Regions from separate parts of the Sus scrofa genome. Here regions 2, 3, 4, 5 and 6 are each linked to region 1. The links are chromatin contacts, called in public Hi-C and HiChIP or PLAC-seq maps. All regions are on one chromosome and are shown on one strand. The core of a region is the stretch at or near the end of the contact, and the rest is flanking DNA. Distances in the headings are between cores, read along the strand shown.

Evidence for each region. Hi-C and Micro-C count contacts between places; a contact is called where the count stands out from the background. HiChIP or PLAC-seq counts read pairs in DNA pulled down with a chosen protein or histone mark.
Region 2: a Hi-C map of skeletal muscle shows a contact between it and region 1, with 7 times the contacts expected there. The contact joins the enhancer-like site here to the promoter of SIK1 in region 1. A contact is called at or near these places in 8 of 47 Hi-C or Micro-C datasets (alveolar macrophages, blood, embryonic fibroblasts and 5 more) and 2 of 2 datasets of contacts at active chromatin or transcription factors (alveolar macrophages and skeletal muscle).
Region 3: a contact with region 1 is called in a Hi-C map of skeletal muscle, with 4 times the contacts expected there. The contact joins the enhancer-like site here to the promoter of SIK1 in region 1. A contact is called at or near these places in 1 of 5 promoter capture datasets (liver), 24 of 47 Hi-C or Micro-C datasets (adipose tissue, alveolar macrophages, brain and 13 more) and 2 of 2 datasets of contacts at active chromatin or transcription factors (alveolar macrophages and skeletal muscle).
Region 4: an H3K27ac HiChIP or PLAC-seq map of skeletal muscle shows a contact between it and region 1. The contact joins the enhancer-like site here to the promoter of SIK1 in region 1. A contact is called at or near these places in 13 of 47 Hi-C or Micro-C datasets (alveolar macrophages, blood, embryonic fibroblasts and 8 more) and 2 of 2 datasets of contacts at active chromatin or transcription factors (alveolar macrophages and skeletal muscle).
Region 5: an H3K27ac HiChIP or PLAC-seq map of skeletal muscle shows a contact between it and region 1. The contact joins the enhancer-like site here to the promoter of SIK1 in region 1. A contact is called at or near these places in 1 of 5 promoter capture datasets (liver), 11 of 47 Hi-C or Micro-C datasets (brain, embryonic fibroblasts, epiblast stem cells and 5 more) and 1 of 2 datasets of contacts at active chromatin or transcription factors (skeletal muscle).
Region 6: a contact with region 1 is called in a Hi-C map of skeletal muscle, with 8 times the contacts expected there. The contact joins the enhancer-like site here to the promoter of SIK1 in region 1. A contact is called at or near these places in 1 of 5 promoter capture datasets (liver), 11 of 47 Hi-C or Micro-C datasets (heart right ventricle, liver, mesenteric adipose tissue and 4 more) and 1 of 2 datasets of contacts at active chromatin or transcription factors (skeletal muscle).

What each region holds. Positions count from the first base shown.
Region 1 is chr13:206,463,800-206,467,914 of Sscrofa11.1, reverse strand. SIK1 (serine/threonine-protein kinase SIK1) reads left to right here and starts at 2,113. Exons shown (of 14, transcript XM_021071058.1): 1 at 2,113-2,241; 2 at 2,655-2,825; 3 at 3,242-3,358. The coding sequence starts at 2,670.
Region 2 is chr13:206,340,888-206,345,002 of Sscrofa11.1, reverse strand. No RefSeq gene overlaps it. Among named protein-coding and RNA genes, the nearest start is that of CRYAA, 49 kb to the right of the region's middle. Within about 2 kb of position 1,697, at least 30 of the 83 cell types and tissues checked have an H3K27ac peak or open chromatin away from gene starts, as enhancers often do. A contact at or near this core is called in embryonic fibroblasts, liver, skeletal muscle and 1 more, where this site is marked.
Region 3 is chr13:206,578,589-206,582,703 of Sscrofa11.1, reverse strand. All of the region lies in intron 8 of HSF2BP (heat shock factor 2-binding protein), which reads left to right. Among named protein-coding and RNA genes, the nearest start is that of HSF2BP, 49 kb to the left of the region's middle. Within about 2 kb of position 2,348, at least 61 of the 83 cell types and tissues checked have an H3K27ac peak or open chromatin away from gene starts, as enhancers often do. A contact at or near this core is called in adipose tissue, brain, embryonic fibroblasts and 7 more, where this site is marked.
Region 4 is chr13:206,364,387-206,368,501 of Sscrofa11.1, reverse strand. No RefSeq gene overlaps it. Among named protein-coding and RNA genes, the nearest start is that of CRYAA, 73 kb to the right of the region's middle. Within about 2 kb of position 2,076, at least 26 of the 83 cell types and tissues checked have an H3K27ac peak or open chromatin away from gene starts, as enhancers often do. A contact at or near this core is called in alveolar macrophages, omental adipose tissue, retroperitoneal adipose tissue and 2 more, where this site is marked.
Region 5 is chr13:206,560,224-206,564,338 of Sscrofa11.1, reverse strand. The region is part of intron 8 of HSF2BP (heat shock factor 2-binding protein); the gene reads left to right. Among named protein-coding and RNA genes, the nearest start is that of HSF2BP, 67 kb to the left of the region's middle. Within about 2 kb of position 1,803, at least 25 of the 83 cell types and tissues checked have an H3K27ac peak or open chromatin away from gene starts, as enhancers often do. A contact at or near this core is called in fetal liver, liver, retroperitoneal adipose tissue and 1 more, where this site is marked.
Region 6 is chr13:206,533,929-206,538,043 of Sscrofa11.1, reverse strand. No RefSeq gene overlaps it. Among named protein-coding and RNA genes, the nearest start is that of SIK1, 70 kb to the right of the region's middle. Within about 2 kb of position 1,838, at least 48 of the 83 cell types and tissues checked have an H3K27ac peak or open chromatin away from gene starts, as enhancers often do. A contact at or near this core is called in liver, mesenteric adipose tissue, retroperitoneal adipose tissue and 2 more, where this site is marked.

The DNA.
Region 1 (4,115 bases), core at 864-3,363:
AAGCAGAGGGTGATGGGAAATATTTGGCCAGGAGGGCAACCGGGCACCAGGAGAAGCAGTGGGAGTGCCAACCAGTGCCCTGGCAGGGCAGCTGCCCACGCCACGCGGAAGCCTCCCAAGAAGGTGTCTAAGTTTTGTACCCACTTTGATTCATTCTTTTTTTTTTTTTTTGTCTTTTGTCTTTTTAGGGCACCTGCAGTATATGGAGGTTCCCAGGCTGGGGGTCGAATCAGAGCTGTAGCTGCTGGCCTACCCTGCAGCCACAGCAAAGCGGGATCCGAGCCGCATCTGTGACCTACACCACAGCTCACAGCAACACCGGATCCTTAACTCACTGAGTGAGGCCAGGGATCGAACCCGTGTCCTCATGGATACTACTCAGGTTCATTAACCACCGAGCCACATGGGAACTCCCACTCTGACTGATGCTTGTTTCCCACCCCCTTCTCTTAAGTGGTCTTTTTATTTAACACGAGGGGATGTGATTCTAAGCTGGAGGCAGAATTTAACTCTCATGATGCTGCCTCCCTAACATTTAGGAAATACGGTTGGCCACACTCTCTGTCATCCCTCAGGAAACATTTCCTTTTCTGGTGAGGATGAAGGAACGTGAAGTGAGCCGTGAGGCCGCTGGATACCCCACATCTGCTGCCGGGTGGGGACGAGGCTGTGGGCACCGGGGTCTGGAGGGCAAAGTCCCCACTCCTGCAGCCCTGGGCAGATGGCGCTGTGGATCGGGCAGCAGGCAGAGGAAACTGAGGCCAGGGGACCTGCAGGGTCCAGGCTCGCCAGGGATGAGGCTCTTGCTCTTGCCCCTGTCTGTCGGCCGTCTTGGGAGGGGCTGCTCCTCCCAGGGACAGGGCTCTTTTGCCACCTGTATACAGAGCACCTGGACGCTCGTCAAAGGGCCGACCTTTACTGAGGGTATTGTGACTGGGTTTCGCAAATCTCCGGCCCCAGGAACGGGAAGACCTTGAGTGGAGTCCCTTCGCATCCGTCCTCCGGCCATCCCAGAAGCCAGCCCTTGGGGACTTTCCTCCTCTCTCCAGCCTGCGGGTTCTTCCACCAAAGGGAGGAGCTTCACGGCAAAGAACTGCCTGCAGTCATCAGCTGGCTTCTGACCCACAGGCTGGACAGAGAATGAGCTGAGCAGGCGGCTGAGCCACTCCCCTGGCCCGCCTGGGGTGGGGCGAGGCAAGGCGGGAGGACAGACAACTAACAGCGTTCCCCTGCCCCCAGCCCAGGGGCTCAGTCGCAGCCCCCATGACACTCTGATGCACCAGGGGAGCTTGCAGAGATGCAGATCACGAGTCCCCTGTTGAAGTCTCTAACTAGCTAAACAACTAGGATTCCTAACTGGAGTTGGGCTGCCCAGGTCCTCCATGTACGTAGCTGCCACCCTCTGGAGGGCAGCCAATTTGGGGTGTGGGAGCTGGCCTGCTCTCACCTGCACCCTGTGCCGGATCTGCGAGTCTGTGAGGTTTCCCAGGCCCCACCCAGTACTTCCCCTAATAGGCTCCAAGGCCTTGTCTCTATTATTTCCGACAGAAAATGGGGGACACATGAGATCCCCATCCGGCTAATGGCGACCCTCGAGTAGGGGTCCAGCAGGACGCCGCCGCCACTGTGCTGCACGTCAGAGGGTTTTGGCACCGCGCTAGAACCGACCCTGTTGGGAGGGTCCCCGCACACGCGGGCAGGAGGCAGGGTGGCGCCCGGGGATGGAAGGGTTAAGCCGCCCGCAGCGCCCGCGATGTCCGGTAGGGGGCGCGCGCCGGCGGGAACGCGGGCGCGGGCTGGCGAGCTTCGGGCGGCCGGCGCCCCTGACGTCACCGCCCCGCGGTCGCCAAGGCGACGGCCTCATCAGCGCGCGCGTCAGAGCCGCCAGTCTCTTGGCAACCGCCCGATCTCCCGCTCTCCCTCCTCCTGGCGCTCGGCCGCGCGTCGCTCTGGCGTCAAAAGGACGTCAATGGGGATGTATCAATCCGGCGGCGGCGGCGTGGGCGGGGCCGCCGTGGGCGGGGCCGGCGACGTGGGGGCGTGGCGGGGGCGGGCCCGGCGGGCGGGGCGCGCGGCGCGTGCGGCCGGAGAGCGCCGCGCCGGGCTCAGAGCTGACATGCGGCGCGGCCCGGGCGGCGGGCGGCCGAGCAGCGGGCGGCCGGGCAGCGCAAGTGGCCGAGCGGGCAGCAGGGGCCGCGGGGCGAGCGGCGTCCCGGCCTCGGCGCTCCGAGGGCGTCGGAGGTGAGGCGCAGCCCGCCGGGCGGGCGGCCGCCGCGGGGCTCGGAGCTGCGGGCTCCGGCGGCCCCGCAGGTGCGCGCGCGGGGGCGCGGGCCGGGGCGCCGTCGCCGGCCTCCCCTTTGTTGTGCGGCGGCTGGCAGCCGGGCTTCGAGGTTCGGGATGGAGCCGACCACGGTCGGCGGGCGGGTCCGCGACCCCCGGGGGGGGCTTGGAACCCGGAGCCCGAGCGGGGCGGCCGGCCGGCTTGGGAGCGGGGCGCACGTCCCGCGGGGCTCCAGGATCGGGGGTCGCGGTGGAGCTGATCGCCGGCGGGGGCGGGTGGCGGCGAGCGGCGGCGCGTCCGCGCGCCCCGCGGGCTGGGGGCTCCGGGGGTCGGTCGGCCAGCGCCGAGCTGAGCGGAGCGCGCTCCCCCCCAGGTGCGGCCCGGAGCCATGGTGATCATGTCGGAGTTGAGCGCGGCCCCCGCGGGCTCGGGCCAGGGCCAGCAGAAGCCCCTCCGGGTGGGCTTTTACGACATCGAGCGGACCCTGGGCAAGGGCAACTTCGCGGTGGTGAAGCTGGCCCGGCATCGAGTCACCAAAACCCAGGTGCGTGTGGCGGCGGGACCCGGGGTGGACGCTGCCCCCTGGGGCCGGGAGCTGGTGGATTCCCTCCCTGCCTGTGGGGTCCTTCGTCCTGAGGTCTGAATGCTGACAGTTCTCAGTTTGATGAAGAGAAAAAAAGCTTTATGTTATGATTATGCGTAATTTGTATGAATATTGGGGGCAGCAAAGAGAATAATGATCCAGAGCTGGAGCCAGCAAGGACGAGGCATTTATTGAACTTTGACTTTTTAAGTAATATTAATGATTACTTCAGTTATTTTCCTCCCCGAACTTTTTGTGACCTTTGGGGAGGCAAAGTGTTTTAGAAATTAACCCACAAAAAGTGAAATGTGTAAATTAGCTTAAGGGAGAAGGTTTTTTTTAAGACAAAACTTCCTTTATCTTTTAAAAAACTCTAGGTTGCAATAAAAATAATCGACAAAACACGATTAGATTCAAGCAATTTGGAGAAAATATATCGTGAGGTTCAGATCATGAAGCTTCTGAATCATCCTCATATCGTAAAGCTTTATCAGGTAAGGACTCAGGTTTGCCTGTCACTGTGACTTCTGCCAAGTGTATCATTTTCAAATTTTCATCAACTTAAGCCTCCAGTTCTGGAAGGCTGTCTCTCCTTGGGTGTACGTGGGAGTCGGGGTTGCTTGTAGAAGGGAGAGAGATTGATTTTTGTAAGCTGGGCAATTATTTTCTTGCTTTTCGGATCATACTTCAGATCTGCTTCATTAAACTTTTATTTAGTGTCGTCGTTCATTCCGGTTTTAAACCCGCGGAGGTCGGTTGTTCATTTACTATGAAAACAAACGAGCAGATCTCTGTACCGCCGTAAGCCAGCCCTGCCTTGAGGGTGGAAGGACCAATTGGAGTGAAACTGGGCACTTCCACCTTAGCAGATAATTATTAAACGGTAAAACCAGTCGCTCTTACCCGTTTTTGGAAACTTATTTTTGCAAAGGCAGCAGTGAGCAGTCGTCCTGTTTCAGCTCTTCCATTGAACAAGGAGCGATGAAATACTTTGGCGGGGGTGAGAGCAGGGATCTTGCCACCTAAGCCACGTTAAGAACGTGCCTCGCTCACCCTGCCTGTTTTTTGCTTTGCTTTGTGACTTTATTTTTGTTCTCCCGTCGAAACTAATAAATGATATCTTTGGCACCTACATGCTGATTTAATTAGGACAGCAAAGCCGTCTCTCCCTTAGCCGATCTCTTCTGCAGAAAGAACTCAGATCTTCTTGCAGGAGGATACATTCTTGTCAGATGCTCAGGATCTCACCCA
Region 2 (4,115 bases), core at 448-2,947, 120 kb after region 1:
CTGGCACCACACCTGCTCGGCCACGAGCTCCAGCAGAGGCGGACCCCCCCCCCCCCAGGCTCACCCCTCACCCTTGCCCTTCCCCGAACTCCACTGCGAAAGCAGGCCAGGCGCAGTCTGCCTCCGGCGCTGGGTGTGCAGTGTCCGGGGACACTTGCTGCAGCAGGGCTGGGTCCCCTGCTCCGTAGAGGCGTCTGCAGAGCAGACGGGGGTGTGAGAGGCCGTGTCGGAGCCGGACCCGGGGCTGGCGGCCACAGCTGCTGCTGCTGGCAGCTCAGGGAGCTTCTGGAACTGTTTCCTTTTGCGTTTTTCAGTTGAAGTAAAATTCGTGTGTGATAATCTGCACCCATTTAAACTATAAATCGGTGTGCTTGTCAGATGTCTACACCCGGGAAACAACCACCACCGTCAAGATTCGGAACATTTCTCTCACCCCCAAAGTTCCTTGAGCCCCTTTGTAGGCCTATGTTCCCCCAACCCCGGGCCGGGCACCCCCCCATCTGCTTTTTGTTGGTGGGGTAAGCACTGCTATAAGCATTTTGGAGGCAGTGAGGCAATCCAGCCTCCCTGGCCTGCCTCCTGGAGCGCCCAAGCCTGCTACTGCCCCAGGACTTTGGCACGTGCTGCTCCCTCGCCCAGAGAGCTCTTCCTCCAGGGGGCTGCCCCCTCACTTCCCTCCGGAGGTGACCACATGTTCCCAGTCAGGGAGGTGTTCCCCTGGCACATGTTCGGGGTCACCCCAGCCTCTGCACACCCACTGCCCGTGCTTTGCCTTACTTTGTCCATTTGGTCTCACACATCTGCCTGCCCTTGCTAGTAAAGCCTGGGGCGAGCGGGGGCCTTTGTGCGTCCGGCTTGCGGCTCAGAAACAGGGTCCGCCTCCATCATTCTGGTGGGGGGCGGCGGGCGGGGGTGGGGGTGTGAGTGCTCCAGGGCCCGGTCCACATCTGATGCTGGCACCCATCACGGCCCATTAAACAAAGACCGGGGAGCGGCACGCAGAGCCCCGTGCAGCAGGGGCGGTGGGCATGGACTGGCTTGTCTGCCACGTGGCTGATGGTCACAGCCGGCCTGGACCCCGGGGCTCCTGAGTCCAGGTTGCAGGTGCCTCCCCTGGGTGAGGGGCACTCACCCCCCCCCCCGAGGGGGGGCGGGCAGACTCTGGAGCCAGATCGCCAGGGCTCACAACCCGGTCAGTGCGACCCTGGGTGACATGCTTACTAGTGACCACCCCACGGAGTCGCGCCAGGATCCCGTGGTCCCGGCTGTGAGGTTGCGAAAGCGCTCGGATGCGCTGTCAGTGAGCCAGGAGGGGGAAGGGCAGGAGGCTCCAAAGTCCCCGAGAGGGGTGGCGGGGGAGGGGGGCTGGAGCCCGCAAGCCCGCCCCAGCCGCGGCCTGTTCACCCTCCGCCTCCCCGCCCTGCACCCCCCCCGCCCCCGCACCCAGGGAGCACGGCTGGTGCTCGGCGTGCGGCTGCGCAGATCCGTAGGCACACGCCCCAGAGAGCAAAAAGCAATTATCAGCACAGACAGCGGGGCTGTGACAGAGCCACTGGATTGTGAAAATTGATCTCCTTCCACCAAGAGGATTTAGCCGGCAGCCGGCTCGCTAATTCACGCCACCCACCGCCATCCCCTGACCGGAACGGAACAGCTGAACCGTGTTCTCCTGAATGGCCCTGGGAGCCCAGCGGACGGAAGCCCGTCTGTTTCATAAGGAGCTTAAACAGAGCTTCTCCTCCAGCCTCTCCAACACGTTTAAACAGGGGTCTATTTTTACTCGCGTTACATAACCTCTTTCTCTCATTCATTGATGGCCAACGCGCTTCCCTGGGAACTGCGCTTCTATTTAGGGCGGAGCTGACTCCTGTCCTTCCAGCCCAAGCGGGAACCAGGGCTTTGGGGTCCCCTGGGAGAAAGCCACACCATCGTGAAGATGAGAAGGACCTCGTCCTGCTGGTGGCGCCCTGCACCGGGGAGGGGGCTCCCTCCCGGGTCTGGGGCCACAGCGCTGCGGGCCACGGAGGGGGCCTGTGTGTGGACCTTAGGCAGGGTGTCCTGCATGCAGACACGAGGCTCCCGGATGGAGGCAAGAAGCAGACGTTGCCACTTCTCCAGCAAAGCTCTGAGTCACCACTTCCACACGCATGTGTGTTTGTGGGTGTGATTTTAGTTCAGTGCAGTTCTAACCTGAGTTCACCATCCTGTGACGACCCCTCTGTCCCTCCCCAAGGGTCCTTCTCATGGCCCTGGTGTCCCCGCAGGACACCCCCACCCCCAAACTCCTGGCAACCACTAACCTGACCTCCCCCCCATCATTTTCTCATTCCCAGACAGCGTGTGGGCTCTGAGGCAGGCCTTTCCCGCTCCGCACAGGTCTCTGCAGACCCATGCAGGTGTTTCGTGTGCTGCGTTTGTCCCTGTCCACCTCTGAGGCGGGGTTCCAAGGTGTAGCTGCATCCACCCATTGAAAGACACCTGGGTTGTTTCTGGGTTTAGGCCATTGCGAAGAAAGCTGCTCTAAACAGTGGCGCACAGGCTTTTGTGTGACCACAAGTCTTTTTTTCTGGGATAAATACAGATTTTTAGTTTTGTTTAAAGAAAAAAAAAAAAAACACCCAAAATCATTTCTGGAGCAGCTGCCCCATTTTCCATCCCTGGGAGAGACCCAGAGCGTCCACACCTCCGCCTCGGTGTGGCCGCTGCTGGGGTCTAGCCTCCCCGAAGCTGCAGGGGTATCTCACTGTGGCCTTTCGCTCCCTGATGCTGGGGTTGGGACCCTCTTCCCCTTCGCTGCTTGCCATCCGCGGGTCCTCTTGGCAAAATGCCCTGTCACGTGTTTTGCCCGTGTTCAAATCAGACTGTTTGAGTTCTTAGCAGACTCTAAGCGTTCTCTCTAGCCCAGACCCCTGCACCACGCGTGGTGTGCAAATAATCTCTCAGTCTGTAGCTTCTTTTTATGCTCTGCGTGTGAGCATTCGCAGAATAAGGTTTTTTAATTTGGATGAACTCAGCTTTGTTGAGGAGAATAATCCCTTAAGCAATCAGTCTACACCAGGAATAGACAAGAGTTTTATTCGAGCCAGACTGAGGACTACAGCCCGGGAGACGCCCTCTCGGCTCGCTCTGAGGAACTGCTTCAGAGAAGCACGGTTTTCAGCAGTTGTAAGTCTTGTCAGAACGGAACATCGAAAAGTTAGGGCTACATTCCTTCAGGGTTTCAAAAAACTGGACTAAGCCGTATGGCCTTGGCATCTGGGAAAGAAGTCTTATCATCGAAGGAACACCAGCCCTGGCACCCCAGGCACTTGGCACCTGCGGCGGCAGTCCCCGGCTAGGGGTTGAATCAGAGCTGCAGCTACCCACAGTTCACGGCAGTCCCCGGCTAGGGGTTGAATCAGAGCTGCAGCTGCCCATTTACCCCACAGTTCACGGCAGCACCAGATCCTTAACCCACTGAGCGGGGTCTGGGATCACACAGCATCCTCATGGATACTAGTTGGGTTCGTGTCTGCTGAGCCACAGCAGGAACGCCTTAATCTTTATTTTTAATGTGAACCTATTTTATTTCTAGTCGATGCACTCTTTTCTTTAATAATTAAAGCCGATGGACAATATATGGTGACAGGCCACACACAGGCTGGTGTGAATAGCGTAAAAAGCAATTTAACTCACAGAGAGGCCGTGAAGGACCTCCCCACACCTCCTTATGTGAATATTTCCATTATCTGGTTTGGTCATTTTTCCTTCTATGATTGTCCTTTTGGTGTCACGTCTAAGAACCCTTCGCCTAAACTTAGCTCCTGAGAGAGTCTTTATTTCTCCTAAACGTGCTGGCGTTTCTCTTTGGCACTTACTCTGTGATCTCTGTGGAGTCACCTTTTGCACTAGCGGGGAGGCTGAGGTCAGGTTCGTGGGCTCCAGCCCACCTGCTGCTGCACCATTTGTCAACAGTGGGTCCTCCCGAGTGGAACTCCAAACCTTTGTCACCCATCAGCTGGGGGACTTTGTGCTGTTCCTCTGATCTGTGGGTCTGCCCCTCCGCAGATACCAAGCTGCCTCCGTGGCAGCACCTTCACAGCGAGCCTCACATGGGCAGTGCGCTTTCCGGATTT
Region 3 (4,115 bases), core at 1,099-3,598, 110 kb before region 1:
CAGACCTTCTGAAGTTGTGGGCCGAGGGGCTGTGTCTGTAGTGCATCCACCAGGCTTGGCTTCTTGACCAGACAACCTTTTTCTCTTGAGAATGTGAACCAAGGGCCCCACACAGTCAGAGGTGGGTCTTGGACTTGAGCTGGCTCTGCAGGCTGGCTGTCACGGGCCCCGGGTGGGCAGGCAGTACGGTTGGAGGGTCGGTGAGAGGGAGACTTGGTAAGAACCCCCAGCTTTCTCTGGCTGCCAGTCACCGCTTGAAGTGCTTTGCACACATTCACGTTGTTTCTCTAAGTAGCCTTGTAAGGCAACATCAAATTTATGTTTTGCATGTGAGTCAGTCAAGTGCCTCCTCCAGGTCACACAGCTCCTGGGCAGTGGGCTCCAGGTCCCATCTCTGCAGGAAGTGCCTCTGAGATGGGCCTTCGTTCCAGGGGGGGGGCTACTGGCCTTCTTTGTCTCAGGGTCTGGCGAGGCTTGGCCTCTGAGATAGAGGTCCCGGGACCATGCGTTTGCAGCCAGTGCTCCTCCAGCACCTCCTGCCGGTTGTTTGCCTTCTCCCGAAGAGGAGGCCTTAGGCCGAATGTCCTCTAGGGCCTTTCTGGCTCTGCTGCTCCAGAAACTGTCCAGGGCCAAGTGCAAGTCCTCATGAGTTTGGTGTTTTGTGCGCAGCTCTTGAGGTTGCAGGTGACCCAGGAGTGCGCGTTGCTGATGCCCACCAGGGGTGGCGCTCTTTAAGCGGGATGGATCGTGCCTGCTTCGACTCTGGATGCTGTGCTTCGGGGGGTCGGTTGAAGTTGCCTCAGTGACACTGATGCCCCTGGGGCGTCAGGCTGTCTTGTTCGTGAAGACGGTCACTGGCTCTTTTGACGCAGTGAGCACAGCCCAAAGCCTAATGGAGCTTTGGAAAGGCCGTCCTACTTGATATTTTTGGAGTTCTGTGTTACCACAGTCAGGTAAAAACAAGGTCTCTCCAGCCCAGGGTGTTTGACTCCTGACTTAGGTGTGGAGTTAGTGTAGCTTAAGATTGAAATTTGGTGTGTATTTTGGTGATAGCCTCACTGTCAGCTTGGTCCCGTCTCCCCGTCTCCCATAGCAAAGCACGGGAAGGTAGACATTTTACACCTTTATCAAGGCAAAAGTACACTTTCAGAGAAGGGAGAGGAGTCAGGGGCTTGCAGGTTCCCAGAGGGCCCGGCTCCCTTGCAGTGCTCTCCGTGACCCACAGTGCGGCCAGAGTGAGGACCCAGGGCGATCCTCGGGTTGGTCGTGGGCAGGAGGCCTCGTCTGCATGGGGACAGGTGACCCAGGGGCGGGTGAGGCCTGGGCCAGGGTCCATTCCCAGCAGGGAGTGAGCAGCCCAGGCGGGTCAAGGTGGGGGAAGGAGCTTTGCAAGGAGACACGGCCTGAGGCTTTGGGGGTTCGTCTCCTTGAAGGGGACTTGGAAGCTGTAGCATTAGAAAGATGAGTATGTATTTCACTGTAGGATAGCAAAATAGAAGCTGCTTGTTCTCTGAAAAATAGTATGTGCTTCTTGGTGCCTGGTGGTGGTGTGATTGTGTTCATCAGTCTAAACCTCACGACTGCTTAGGACTAAAAGAGAATTTTCAGACTGGCTTATTCTGCTTTATGAGGATATACTAGAAAATAAGAACCTCTTCTAATTTTTAAAAAAGCTAGGGAAAAAGGTTTTGTTGGGTCCTACGCTTATCAGTTTTCCTGTTAGCAAATGTGATATGTTTAATTTAATTAATTTATTGCTTTTTAGGGCCGCACCTGCGGCATAGGGAGGTTCCCAGGCTAGGGATCCAGTTGGAGCCTCAGCTGTGCCTACACCACAGCCACAGCAATGCGGGATTTGAGCCTTGTCTGTGACCTACAGCGCAGCTCACGGCAGCGCCGGATCCTTAACCCCCTGAGCGAGGCCAGGGAGCGAGCCCGCAAGCTCATGGATCCTAGTCGGATTCGCTTCTGCTGTGCCGTGATGGGGACTCTGAAATTTGATGGGTTTTAAAGAACAGGCGCTTTGCTTCCTTAGCCCCGTCTACTCGGGCACTTCCTAGAATCCCTGTCCTGGTTCACGGAATGGGATGTGCCTCACGGGCCTTAACGTGTCCGGAAATGCAGTTGCACCGGGACCAACCCCTCCCGTAGCAGGTGTTAAATTGGAGTTTGTCCCCTTGTTGTTTTTAATCTCAGTCTTTCTGCCACGCCGAAAGCTCATGTCCTTTTCATCCCTTTGGCCTGAAGGGGGCAGGCTGCGTTCACGTGTCCGGCCTTCTTCGACCGGAGCAGCTGCTGTCAGGCGCCCTCGGGCTGGATCCTTGCACTTCCTCTGGCCTCGCTGGGCTTGCCCGTCCTTCCCCGTAGGCGGCTCAGTGCTGCTCTTTCCCAGGCTTCTGCACATTCCTCACGTTCCTGTAAAGCTGCAGAGCTGGCGTCACAGCCCAGCAAACAGCCCTTGAGAACAGAGTGTTTTGAGACGCCGGCCGGGTGTTAGGTAACCGTTAGGCAAAGGGGGATGAGATCGCACGCGTCCCTCGTCCCTCGTTCGTGCCTGTCTCCTACCCTCTTGCTCCGTGTCGCTGCGGCACCGGGACGTCTGCCTCTGGCTGCCACGCGCTTGGTTTGTGTGAGCGCCGGGAAACACGGGCTGCCCTGCGCGGGTGTCCCTCAGCCCAGACCGCTCTCCCCAGCCCCCCGCAGGGTCCGACCCGCCATCAGCCGCGGCTCCAGGGGTTTTTACGTGTGATTAGCATTGCCGGCTTGTAGATGCCTCGCAGTGTTGTGTTCGTTTCCGGGGTGCAGCAGAGGGAATCAGCCCTGCGTTTCTGGGTACGTCCATCCTGTGACGGCCTGTGTCTTCCCCACACAGGCCGTCACAGACCACGGGCTCGAGCCCCGAGCTACGCGGTGGGGCCCCGTGACGATGCATGTGGTGTGTGTTGTGCACACTTGCGAACCCCAGCCTCCCCGTCCCCCCTGCCCCGAATGTCTCCCCTTTGGTGACCACAAATTTGGTTTCAGGATCTTTGCGTGGAATATCTGTTCTGTGAACAAGTTCTCTTGTTTCACTTTTTAGATTCCATGCGTTGGTGATCTCGTGTGGTCTTTGTCTCACTTCCTTCACTTGGTATAAGAACCCCTAGGCCCATCCACGTCGCTGCCGGTGGCTTTATTTCATTCTTTTTGTGGCCGAGTCATAGTCCATTGTCTGTATGGACCACATCTTGATCCCCTCTTCTGTGGATGGACATTGAGGTTGCTTCCATGTCTTGGCTGTTGTAAATAATGCTGCAGTGAACATAAGGGTCCATGTATCTTTTTGTTTTTTGTTTTTTAAAATCTTTTTTAGGGCTGCATCCACAGCATATGGAAGTTCCCAGGCTAGGGGTCTAATCGGAGCTGTAGCTGCCGGCCTACGCCACAGGCACGGCAATGCCAGATCCAGGCTGCGTCTTGGACCTACACCACAGCTCAAGGCAACACTGGGTCCTTAACCCACTGAGCAAAGCCAGGGATTGAACTTGCGTCTTCATGGATACTTGTCGGGTTTATTGACTGCTGACCTATGATGGGAACGCCTCTTCTGCTCATTTTAAATTTGTTCTGTTTTGTTTTATTTTGTTTTGTTTTTTTACCGCATGGACTCAAACTCAGTATGTTCAGACTAAATTCATAGGCTCCCCCCACTGAACTCGAACCACGGCCTTCGCAGTCCTGGCTGACGGCAGCTCTGTCTTTGCAGCCTCTCAGGCCTGTGAGGACGTTGGAGGGGTCCTGTCTCCTTTCTCTCTGACACCCACCTGCAGTCTGTGAGGAGATGCTGATGGCTGTGCTTTCAGAATACACCGTCACCTGACCCTAATGCGCCTCTGCCCCTGGGTTGGAGCCGCCGCCCTCTTGTGCTTAAGGCACCTGCGGGTCCGGGTCCGTCTCTGGTAGGCGCCCCCCCCCCTCCACCGCGGGCCGTGCAGCGGGAGGCACCGACGGGCTGGACCTCCTCGCCGAACAGTCAGAAGTAGTCACTGCACCCAGAGCACAGACGCCCGGTGAAAGAGGGGCGCCAGAGAGGTTCCCGGAGCCCTGCGGGGGCCGTTGGTCAAGGTGACGTCCGT
Region 4 (4,115 bases), core at 827-3,326, 99 kb after region 1:
ATTGAGCCCGTGCCTCCACAGCAGCCAGAGCCGCTCCAGCCAGGTTCTTAACCCAGGGTGCACAGCAGGAACTCCAAGACGATAGATTTTATGTTGTGTATTTTACCACAATTAAACAAACCGTTCTCTCACTTTTGTAAAGAGACAGAAAAGTTGTTAGAAAAAACTTTAAGAGGAGAGCAGAAGACAACAAGGTAAGAGCCTTGGCTCTTGGGATCTGGTGCCCAGGTGTCACGTCTGTGCCGTGGGCGACACCCCTGCTGGCCTCCCACTCCCCCGCATACATCTCCATGGGACCCAACCAGCGACAGGGCCGAGGAGGCCGCCCGCTTTGCGCATCTGGTTCTGCGTGGCCCAGGGTGTTTCCCAGAAGCCTCTCTTCCACCAGCAGGACGCTAAGCCACCCTCCTCTTTCCGGTCTTGTCTCAGAAATGCATGTGCTCTGCCCTGAACAGCCCTGACAAGTGGGGTGCTCTCTGCTCGGGATGTGGGGACCCTCTTCAATAAGAGGTGTGGCCTGGAGGATGTCCAGCTGGGCGGGGGTGACCCTGGACAGTCCCCAGAAGGGCCCAGGAGCCATCTCGCAGCCTCCATGTGGGTCCGAGCTCCCGCCTGCAGGACAGGCCAGTCTCACTCCCGAAAGATGGGCCTGGGTCCGAGATAAAGGAGCACAGAGCCCCCAGGAGTCGCACACATGGTGCTGCTCACATGTCTGCAAGCGCCCCCTCCCCAGGCTCCGGGAGCAGATGACCCGCTCTCTAGAAAAAGCAGGGAATCCATTTCCCAGTCCAACGCCCTCAACTTCACCCTTCATTTCATAAACAGAGTCCCTGAAACTGCTGTTCGCAGCTCAGGGGTGGGGAGAGGAAGGCCTGGGGCCGACGTAAACTTTCCTGGAGGCTGTAAGATCCTTCCCTGTGGCTGACGCATCGTGGAAGAGAAGCCAGCAAGTAGGACTAAAGCATCGATTGTGGGTGTTTCCTTTGCAGAATGTTCTACAGCTGGAAGGTGGGAGGGCCTGTGGGTCCCGCGGGGGACCACGCCTGTGACAGCTTCCTGTCTCGGGGGCTCCCTTCCAAAGAGCACCTTAAAAGTCACATTTAGACGCTGCAGACCGTGCATCAGAGGTGGGAGTAACGGTGCATGAGCCTTCAAAACCTGTAGCATGTTTGTCTCATGGCCCGATTCAAACATGCGGGGGGACGTTTTACTATCACGGGTGCGAAGGTGACGCGGGGGGATGGGCGTGGGACGAGAGCTCTCAGATGCACTGCGGAGCCTTGGAGGCCAATTCTGAGCCCGCTTGGCCGTTTGATGGCTGCCGGTCCCCCCTCGGGTCAAGGTGCAGGTCTCGATATGTGGACAGATGACGGGCCAGCCCTGGACCGTGGCTAATTACTGCTGCGCCCCCATGGCTTATTAGCCTTTGCTCACCAGCCAGCAACAGGCAGACGCCCCTCCCACACACACACCAACAAACGGCCCCCTGTAAGGTGGCTGTGTAAGGCGGCAATCCAGCTGGGCAGGCTGCGGCCACGGCTGCTCTGTCCACCAGAAGATTCCTGCCAGGGCCTCTGCCCGCGGCTGCCCGTGAAACTCACGCTGGGCAGGGGCCTCCTCTAGGTCTCCGGGCCCAAGGGCAGGGCTCCCCCATCGGCCAGATGGAGGACTCAGCACTCCCCCCCGCCCCTCCTGTCCCGGAAACACACAGGGACACCCCTTCCTGCCATGAGCCCTGGTCTTGCAAAGGCCGCTGCCCACGGCTTCCTCCGAAGGAGGCTCCATGTGTCCTGGGGGCGGGGGGGGGGCGGACAGAACAGTGCTTCTCCTTTAGCGACGCCCCCCTGTGCTTCCCCCACTGCCCTCGCCTCCCCTCCCCCAGCCCTACCCCCGCCATCCGAGGAGCGACGGATCTGCCACCCCTGTGCCCACATGAGCCCTGGTAGAGCAGCTGGCATTGCCTTTCTGCAGCCTGGCTTGTCCGACTCTGGGCCTCACACTTGGGGGTGACAAACAGCGTCACCCTGGGGCCGCCCGTTTGCTGTGGCTGGATGGGCAAGAGAGGCCCACGGGGCTGGTGGATGGGGCAGCTGCACGTGGGCAGATTAGACGCTGGGACTCATTAATCAGGGACACCCCCCTCGGTACTCCCCTCCAAAAATACGACAAAAAGCCCTGACTCCGAGGAAAGGGGGCTTCCCGAGCCAGCTGCGGGGCTGCCGGTTCCGGGCCGTGGCTGGACGCCCTTCCCTTTTCTCAGGCCGGGCATTTGCATCCCGGGTTCAGCCTGGTGGGTCTCGGTCCCGCCCAGCCCTGCACTCAGGGGAACCAGTTCCAAGGGTGCGGTCCTGGTCTGTGACAGCGAGGTCAGCGAGCCTGGGGGAAGTCACCAGCTGTGGAGCACACCAGAGTCCCAGATGGGGGGCCCCCCAGACACGTGGTGGTGCTGACCCCCCCTCCAAGGCTCAGCAAACGCCTGCCCCCTCCCGGCTGGGAGTCAGTTTCTCATGGAGCCTCAGTGCAACATCCGCTGGGACGTGGCACGTGGTTTTGTCAAGGATGATGGCAAGACAGCAGCGCAGTCCTGTCAAGGATGATCCTGCGTGGGGGAGGCTCCTCCCTTGCACCAGCCAGCTCACGGCTGCTCCATGAGCAGCCGCTCAAGTTCCGGCCTTGCCGGGGTTAGGGCACTGTTGCGTCCATGTTGAAAATGAGGAAGCATTTTGCATTACCCACCTGCCAGCTTCTCCCACCTGCCAGCCTCTCCCACCTGCCAGCCTCTCCCACCTGCCAGCCTCTCCCACCTGCCAGCCTCTCCCACCTGCCTTAGTTTCCCAGGGGAGTGTGTGCATGGAGATGCCCACATTGGGTGGGGCTGGGGCTGGTCTCTGCGTTGGGATGTTCCCAGGACCCTGACTCCAGATCCTTCTGGAAGACCAAGCTGTCAGCTCAGGAGGCACAGTGGCCAAGCTGGCTCTTGGGTGCCTGGTCGAGCCTGCCTTCAAGGGGCTTCTTGGTGGGGCTGGTGGGAGGAGGAGAGGAGGCACCCCCAGTGGCCCATCCCCTATGCCAAATGACGCAGTGCATGCCCCCGGGGAGTGGGCTTATACCCCTCCCCTGGTCCATCTGTCACTGCCCCCTCCCCCGAACTGCCTGAGCTGCTGAAACTGTGTTTAGGACAGGTGGCAGCTCCCCACAGAGACCTGCTTCCAGCCTTCCCTGTTGGGGGCCAGGCTGGGGCCCCCTACTGGCAGGCAGAGCCCCCACAGCAGACAAGGCTGACCCTGCCCCCTGGTGCGGGCAGTCCTCTTCTGTCAGTCGGTGGACGATGACAGTGAGTGTGTGGCCCCCAGGCTGTGCCTGCCCCGTATTCCCCTCCAGGGCCTTCTCGTCCCCTTCTACAAGAAAAGTCCTAACTCTGTCCACCGGGCAGGGCCAAGGGGCCTTGGAAGCCCCAGTCAGCGGCCCCCAAGGCGGCCTGTGATGCCAGATTCGTGCCACCGCATATTAATGGTTTCTCTGGACACTCCTGGCAGCCCCGCCTGCTGGGCAGGGACCGGTCACCACAGCCAGGGCTGGAGTCTCAGATCCTCCTTGCTGGGCTGCCCTGCACGGGGTCTGGCATCGACCTGGCCCTTCCAGGCCTGCAGAGTCTTGGCAGCCCAGGCAGCAGACATTTCTCGGTTCCACGTGACATGAACAGCGCCCTTGTCCTCACGAAGGCCCACAGTGGGCAGCCCCAGTGACCCTCCGGACAGCAGTGCAGCACGGGGCCAGCATGACTGTACCGACCGTCCCCAGGCTGCTGCTGAGGGCAGCTGGCATGGGCCGCGCCTGGCACCTGGGCAGCCACGGCCACACCCCAAGGCCCAGCCTCTGCGATTCCGCCCAGTGTGGCTCTTTAAGGGGAGGGGATCATTTTGCCACCTGTTGCGGGTGGACTTGTCCCGCCTCTAAGAGACATGTCCGTAGTCTGACCTCTGTGCCCTGACTGTCCATGTCCCAACCCCTGTGCCCTGACGGTGACCTGGTGTGGCGCCGGCTCTTTGCAGGTGGGATGAGTCAGGATAGGATCAGCCTGGAAGGGGGCGGGTCCTGAGAGGACAGGACAGACA
Region 5 (4,115 bases), core at 554-3,053, 97 kb before region 1:
CGCGGGGCCCTGTGGCGGTAGCAGAGTGGCTGAGCTGCACTCTGGCCGGGCCCCCAGGGAAGGAGCTTCCCTTCCAAGGGCAGCTGCCAGCACGTGGGGCCGGGCTGTCCGCCCCGAGCGGGTGGCGGCAGGTGTGGACAGAGAAGTGCAGAGAAGTGAGCTGCGCTCTGGAAGGCTGGTTCTGAATGATGCGAGTGCTTGTGTGGTCTAGCCAGTCTTTGAGTAGGTCTGCTGGAGACTCTGTCTCTGAATTTTCCTTCATCTCAGAATGTCCTGAATTCCCCTTCATTTTCTGAAGGACTCGGGGTTGACACTTTTTCCTTTCCACATGTGGAAGAGGCTGTGTTGCTTCCCTCTGGCCCCAGGTCTCTGCTGAGCAGTCGAGTCTCCTTGACTTGCTTTCCTCCCATTGGTGTGTCTTGGCCGAGATCTCTTGAGGTCTCTCCCGGTTGCTCTGGGCTCAGCTTCCTCTGTCTGTAGGTTTGTGTCTTTTGCCAACTTGGGTAAAATCTCAGCTGTTACTTCTTAGAGTGTTTTCCAGCCCTGCCGCCTGTCCCACTCTTTCCCGAACTGCAATGACATGGACATTAGATGCTTTTTATGGCCTCACGGACAGAGGCCCTGCTCCTCGTCTTTCTGCTCTGCTTCCTCCGTCGCTCGACTGAGCCTTTCTGTCGCCCTTCCTTCTAGCTCACCGAGTCTCTCCTCTTCCTTCTGCTTTATCTCCTGCCGGGTTTTGAACGGCAGGCACTGTCTTGTTCAGCTCTGACGTCTCCATTTTGTGAAGAAATGTAAGGTGGCACTTCAAAGCCCTCGTCACCCACACCCGCTCTCTCGAAGTCACTGGTGGACATGCCTCCGCCGCCTCCAAGCCCCAGACTGAGCCTCCTACCAGAATGTTCCCGGTCTCAAGTAATGAGGCGCCCATGATGGTTGCAAGATGAGTTGTGTTGCTGTCACCCAGAACGTGCTTAGCTGTGCCCCCCAGAGACACGGTCTGTGTTCTTCTGCTTGTGCAGTGTGGGCGTCTAAGCTGTTTTCCTTTCCCTCGGTCCACGTTCCCTTTAGACGCTGTCACTGAGCTGACAGCGTCACTACATCAGGTCTGGCTGCTCGCCGCTCAAAAATCAATACTTGAGACAGAGACCTGACAGGGAGAAGGGCTGTTTTTAATCCGATTGCCAGCAGTGTGGGGAGAGGGTGGACCCGGAGCCCTCAAAACCGTCTCTGAAGACTGCTCGGCCATGAACGTTTTCAAAGGGAAAAAGGAAGTCGTCTCAGTTAGTCACAGAGACGGGGTCAGAGGCGTCCCCGCCCCCCACCGCGTGCAGGCTTGTGGACTTGGTGTGATCTTTAGAGGGGGTCCTGGTCGCATAGTTTGTCCGTGAGATGACTGCAGGAGCTGGGAGGAGAGAGCTGCTAAGTGTTCTTCATTTTACTCTGGTCATCCTCGGAAGGAACACGTAGGCCAGGCCAGTATCGCGTGACCCAAAGATTGGCGAGGTGCTCGGGGCACAGCCGAGCAGAGCCTGAGGGGCCCTGGTTGGGGGTTAGTGGGGGTTGGTGCCCTGGTTGGGGACGGGGCCTCCCGCAGAGCGCTCGGGCTCTCCAGGAGCTTTCCTTACGGCCATGTCATCGTGAAGGCATGTCTGTGGCGGCACCCTTGGCAGCCTTTGTCTCATTTGTCGCTTCCAGTGGCTGGTTTTCTTTTACGCTTCTTTGATGGCCGCACAGCTATCTTTTCAGCGGCCTAGTTATTTTGTTTGCTCTGAAATGCATTACATCAGCCTTGGCCACATGCAACAGTCTTTTCATTTGTTCAGCAAATATTTATTGTATCAGGGACACAGTGATGAGCAAGGCTGACAAGGCCCTTGACTCCCGGAGCTTTCCGTCCAGCGAGGAGGAGAGAAGGTCATGTAGCAGAATAAACGCTGTTCAGAGACTTAAAATTGGGCGGTGGGTGCGAGGCTGAGCAGGTAGTATCTTTACATTGGGCGGTGGGGGAAGCTTCTCTGAGGAGATAATATCTAAGCTGAAATTTGATTCATTTTTGGGATCTCCACCTCTCTGTTTATATTTCTTTTCTGTTGCATTTTTTTCCATTAGAGCCTATTGTGGGCTGAATTGTTGAAAATTCATAGGTTGAAGCCCTAATCACCACCCCTCCTCCTGCTATCTCAGAATGTGGCGGTATTTGGAAATAGGGCTTTAAAGAGGCAATCAAGTTAAAATGAGGCCTTCCGCTTGGATCCTAGTGCAGTTTGACAGGAGTCCTTCTGTGGAGAAGAGACTGGGACCGAGAGGTTCAGGAGGCGTGGGGGCCGTGAGAAGGACACCTGCCTGACAAGGAGGGAGGCGGCAGGGGCCTCTTCCTGCTGGTGCTGTGATCGCGAACTTTCCGTCTCCTGACAGTGAGAGAATGTCTACTGTTACTACTTGGTGGTGTTTTGTTACGGAGGCGCAAACTGACTAAGATAGAGCCCTTAGGGTATTACTCATAGTTACTTCACATATCCCGTCTGCTAATTCCCAACTCTCTGTCCTAGAGAGTCTGGCTCTGATGCTTCGGTTGTCTTTTCAAACTGTGTACTGTCTTTTCTTTTAGCATGCCTTGTCATTTTTGGTTGAAAGCTGGATGCTGTTTGTTGGGTAATAGGAACTGAGATGAATAAGGCTTCAGCTGAGGTTTTACATTAATCTGCTAGGGCTTAGGCGCTGTTTCATGGAGGCTCCACGTTAGTTTCCTTCTCTCTGCTGGCTCACTTCCTCTTCATAGGAGCATCTATTATTTGATATTGGGCCTCTTTCTTTTCTTCTATTTTCCATCTCTTTGGTTTATTTTTAAATTTTTTATTAAATGTTATATGGTGAAGATAAACAAGCTTGAATAAATGGAAATATAAATTCTTGTTTGCCTGAGAAGAATCTATATTGTAAAGCTGATATTTTGCCTCAACATGCCAAATAAAAATACCAACAGGGTAAGTCCTCGCCACAGCACTCGGAGAAGAAAAAGAAATAAAAGTTACCCGATTAGGAAGTTCCCGTCATGGCTCAGCGGAAACGAATCTGACTAGGAACCATGAGGTTGCGAGTTCGATCCCTGGCCTTGCTCAGTGGGTTAAGGATCCGGCGTTGCCGTGAGCTGTGGTGTAAATTACAGACGAGGCTCAGATCCCGAGTTGCTGTGGCTCTGGTGTAGGCCACCAGCTATAGATCTGATTCAACCCCTAGCCTGGGAACCTCCATATACCGCGGGAAGCAGCCCTAGAAAAGGCAAAAAGACAAAAAAAAAAAAAAAAAAAAAAAAAGGATCCTGCATTGCCATGGCTGTGGTGTAGGCCGGCAGCCGCAGCTCTGATTGGCCCCCTAGCCTAGGAACCTCCATATGCCACGGGCACGGCCCTAAAAAGACAAAAAGACACACACACACACAAAAGGTACCCAATCAGGAAAGGAAGAAGTTAAAGCTGTCGCTGTTTGCAGATGGCATGATATGAAGGATAGAAGACAGGATAGAAAATCCTAAAGACACCACCAGAACACTGCTGAAGCTCATCAGTGAGGTTGGTAAAGTTGCAGAACACAAAACTAATGTACAGAAATTGTTGTATTTCTGTACAGGGAACTATCAGAAAGTGAAATTGAGGAAGAATCCCATTTACAGTCCTATCAAAAAAGAATAAAATACCTAGGACTAAATCTAACTAGGAGATTAAAAGACCTGCTCACTGAAAACTGTAAGACATTGATGAAAGACACTGAAGACGCCCCTGATGGGAATGATATACCGTGTTCGTGGATTGGAAGAGTTAATATTGTTAAAATGACCGTGCTACCCACGGCAGTCTACACATGCAGTGCAACCCCCATCACAACGGTGATGTCATTTACAGAATTAGAACAAATACATTTTGAATGGAAACACAAAAGACCCTGAATAGCCAACACCATCCTGAGAAAGAACGGAGCTGGAAGAATCATATTCCCTGACTTCAGACTATACTACAGAGCTACAATAACCAAAACAGTATGGCACTGCCACAAGACAGGCACATTAATGGAACAGAATAGAGAGCCCAGAAATAAACCCACACACTTATGGTCAGCTT
Region 6 (4,115 bases), core at 589-3,088, 70 kb before region 1:
TGAACTCTCAACCTCATGGTTCCTAGTCGGATTTGTTAACCACTGTGCCACGACGGGAACTCCCTGAGCCCATATTTTTCACCAAAGTAATAAAAGCTGTTTATGACGTCCTTAAATTCACGGGGCGCTCGTGTGTCATGCCCTGGGAACTTGAGAAACCCGGCCCCTCTGCAGTAGGACCGTCGGCCACACCATGAAGCGGGAGGAAGCTGCAGCTGTGAGAAGGTGCCGAGAAGGCGCTGATGACCCAGACTGGCTTGGTGTCTGTCACCTGATGCCTCACAGCCGTGACACACCCACTGTGACGAGCGCGTGTGCACGCGTGTGTCTGCCTGCCTGGGTGGGCTTTGTCCTGCTGCCTCCAGAGCCAGGAGGGGGGCTTGGCTCCGGTCCAGCCAAGTTCCCCTGTTTTCCTGGTCTCCACGCCCATGAAATCCTGGCAGGAATTGGGCCACAACTAAGAAGCGCCAAGTCTCCCCGGAGGGGTTCTCTCCCGAGTGGAGGGCAGCGAGGCCAGAGTGAGCGTCCAGAGGCGGCCGCGTCCTTGCCCGCTGTCTTCCAGCCGCCGCAGCCCGTTCTCCAGCCAGTGGCAGGGGTGGGGCCTGGCCTGGGCAGGCCTGGGGCTCCCTCTGTCACCTGTCTGGTCTGAGCAGGCCTGTCACAAAGGGCCTGTCCTTTTCTACCTGATGTCGTCAAGCGTTTCCTGGGCGGAGCTGGGGAAAACGGGCCTGGGGGTCAGGGTGGACAGCTGTCCTCCGGTGCCTCCCTGTGTGTCCGTGGTGGGCAGACCTGGGTTTGCTTGCTGGCGGCAGGGCCGTGGCTGCCGGCCTCCTGGGACACGGAGGACGCTCACCCCCCACGTTTCGGGGGCCGCCTCGATCCGTTCAGCTCCTTCTGGACCAAGCGTACAGGGCTCAGACGCTGGGCAGGAGGCTGTGCCAGGGGGCAGGGCCCGGAGCCCTGCAGGACAGACCTGGACGCCCTGCTCATCCGAGGTCAGCTGTGCACATGTCCCCTTAACCAGCAACCGAGGGACCAGATGCTGGGCGGAGGCCACCTGAGGCGGACGCCCCAGGCTGCTGGTCCTGCTCCCCAGGGTCCTGCCGCCCAAAGCCTCCTTCATCTTGTTCCCTCCGGTGCTGGGAAAATCCTGCTCCTGCAAGTTGCCCGAGCAAAGCCCTGTCTTCGGGTCAGGGAGCGGGAGCAGCCGCGAAGTCAGCAGCCGGGTCCCGGCCGGAGGTGCGGGCGTGGGGACAGGGCCCCGGCTCCGAGGCCCCGGTGCCTGCCTGCGGACCAGCTCCCGGGCCAGACCAGACCGGACGCGGCCTTAGAGCCGCTGACGTCACCGGCCCAGAGGCTCGGCGCAAAGAACAAAACTGCCTGTTCCCGCCGGGCGCTGTCGTTTCGTAGGAAACGCCGGGGGCTCTGGCAGGTGAGAGGCCTTCCTGTTTGTCCTGCAATTATTCGTCACGGCGACTGCGGGCCAGGACGTTAATCCCCAGCGCCAGCCGGCGGCCCTGGGTTTGCACAGCCCAGGACGGCTCTCCTGTCCCCGAAACTCGCCACCCCTGCCCTACTCGGCACACGCTGCCCCTTCCAAGTCCTGGAACAGCGCGGCCTGGGCGGGCGGCCTTTGGCCCCGCGGGGGAGGGAGCGGGGGGAGGGGACGGGACTGTGTCACAGCAGGAAGCTCTGATCCGGGCGGGTGGGGGGTGGCTCGCCCTGGGTGCCCCCCCCGGCCCCCCCCCCCCGCCCCAGGGACTAAGGAACGGGCCCCCAAGAAAGCCAACAGACAAGGGCAGCTGAGTTCTCATCTTCCGGGAGGGGATCTGAACAGACCCTGTCCCTTCCCTCCCGGCCGAGCCCAGAGCTCGGATCTGCCGGGTTTCATTCTTAGAAAGTCAGAGTCACGGAAAGGGGCGGGGCCGCGTGGCAAAGCCGATCTGATGGGTTGGGGTCCGAATCCACTTTCGCTTCTGCCTTTGGAACATGCCCGTGTTTTTGCCCTAGTTTTCCTTTTCCTGAGGGCATTTAGTTTGGGCTCCCGTTAAAATCTGTGCATTTCTTTCGCACACCGCAAGCACGTGAGAGCTGAGAGGTGGGGCTCCGGCCAGAGACCCGGCTGGTCCTACAGGCTGTGCACCTCGGAACCAAGTGATGCTGCCAGGGCGAGTCTGTCCTGAGGCAGTGTCCCCGAGGAGGCTGGATGGGGCAGCTGGACAGCACAGCCCGACCAGCTGGGTGGCCCCCACACCCCTGACCACACTGCTGGCCCTCGGCCTGTGCCTGGAGGTGTGGGCTTGTCTGAGATTCACCGGCCTCACAAGTCTGTCCCTCCGGCATCTCTGCCGTCCCCTCCTGTGTCTTCCAGAGGCTACCAAATAGGAGAAAGTTTGCCGGGGCTTTTGTAGTTTCCAGCCTGGCACCCCAAGGGGTTGTCTCCACGGGGCCCCGGAAGCTCTGTCTCTCGTGGGGTGACGGTCTGAGCCCTGGACCCCTGGCTCATCTTCCTGCCAGCCACGCTGTCTGCGGGTGTAACCATGTGGTCCTCTGCCCTCTCCCTGGGCCCCTGGGTGGGGCCTCGGGGCCGACTGGGCCTCTTGCAGGGCAGGGCACTGGCAGCCTGCAAGGACGCATCTAGGAGCAGGCAGTCCTCCGTGAACCTGCAGCTGCTGGCACCTCTGTCTTGGATGTCCAGCTTCCCGAACTGCGAGGAGTAAGAGCCTGTGTGAGGGCTGGCCACGTGGCGGTCTGTGACAGTGGCTCGAGCTAAGACAGTTGCCCTCAGAGATGGTCAGCCCAGGAAGGCACAGTGTGGCTGTCTGCCCTCTGTTCCTGGCACCTCTTCCCTGGGATTCTCCAGAAACACACCAGGGTCTGCTCCTGAGCCCCCTTTGTTCTGCTGTAGAGGCAGGCCTGGGTGGCCAAGCTGGAGTGGGTCTGTCCTGAGTGTGTCTGTCCCTCCTGGTCAGGCTGGAGTGGGTCTTAGTCACCCTGGCGTTCAGCGCAGTCACTCATCTTGTGAGATGTGACGGCAGGTGCACAAATGGGCAAGCCCTTCTCGGAAACCTGCCCTGCATACCCCCCTTCTGGGGGCTCCCCCAAACCTGGGCATGCTCTCGTGTGATGGCTCCGTTCCAGACCTCTGCGCTGGCCCTGGGCTAGACCTTGTAGCCTCGGACCAGTGTCAGGCTCGGACCCCCAGTCACCATCAGAGTGCCTGGGCAGACATTACCTGAGCGCTCAGCCCGTCCCCCATGCCGGGGCCTTGTGGGGGCCATGTCCCCCCACCTCCTCCAGGCCTTGCGTGCAAAGACTGAGGTTGTCAGTTGTCTCACCGGGGCGGAAACCGAGGCTTTGAGGGTTAAGTGCTGTGTCCAAGGTCACGTTTCCAGGAATGTGGACTCGGGCTTGAATCAGGCCGTCAGATGGTAGAGCCTTGGCCTAACAGGAGGAATTGGGTGTTACTAGGAAGAACTGGGGGTTAAGACAAAAAATTGGGGGTTTATAGGCGTTGAATGGAAGATTGGGGTTCAGAGAGGAGCACGGGGAACGTGCTGCCTGAGCCGCCCTGAAGGACCGCAGGGTAAGAGCAGATCCCGGGCAGCGGGGAGGGGGCCCCGCTGTTGCTGGGAGGGGAGTGGGAGCAGCTGGGTTTCCAGAGCCCACCTGGCTTCACAGCTTGTGTGTCTTGTTCCCCGTCAGGCTGTCGACTTTGGGTCACAGAGTCTGGACAGAGTCGGCGCCACGCCCGGTAGACAGTGCTGACTCAGGGGGCCCTCAATGGAATGTTCTAGAGGGGGCCCTGCAGGGGGTGGGGGGAGGCGGGAGGAGCAGGGGCCCGTGTGTGCTGGGCTCGGTGCGGGAATGTCTGAGATGCGTTTCCTAGGACGGCCTGCACCTGCTCTGGTGAGGCCCGGTGGGCGTGGGGCGGGGGAGCGATTACCGGCCTGAGGTCACTGTTCTCTGGGGTGACTCACACCGCAGAAGAGCGACCCTGTTGTTCTGGGGAGGGGGGCGGGCTGCCGGGAACCAGCCCCCAGCCCCAGGCCTCTCAGGGGGCTGCCTTGGGGGCCACGGAAGCTGGGTCAGTGTAGCCCGGGGACAGGATGGGC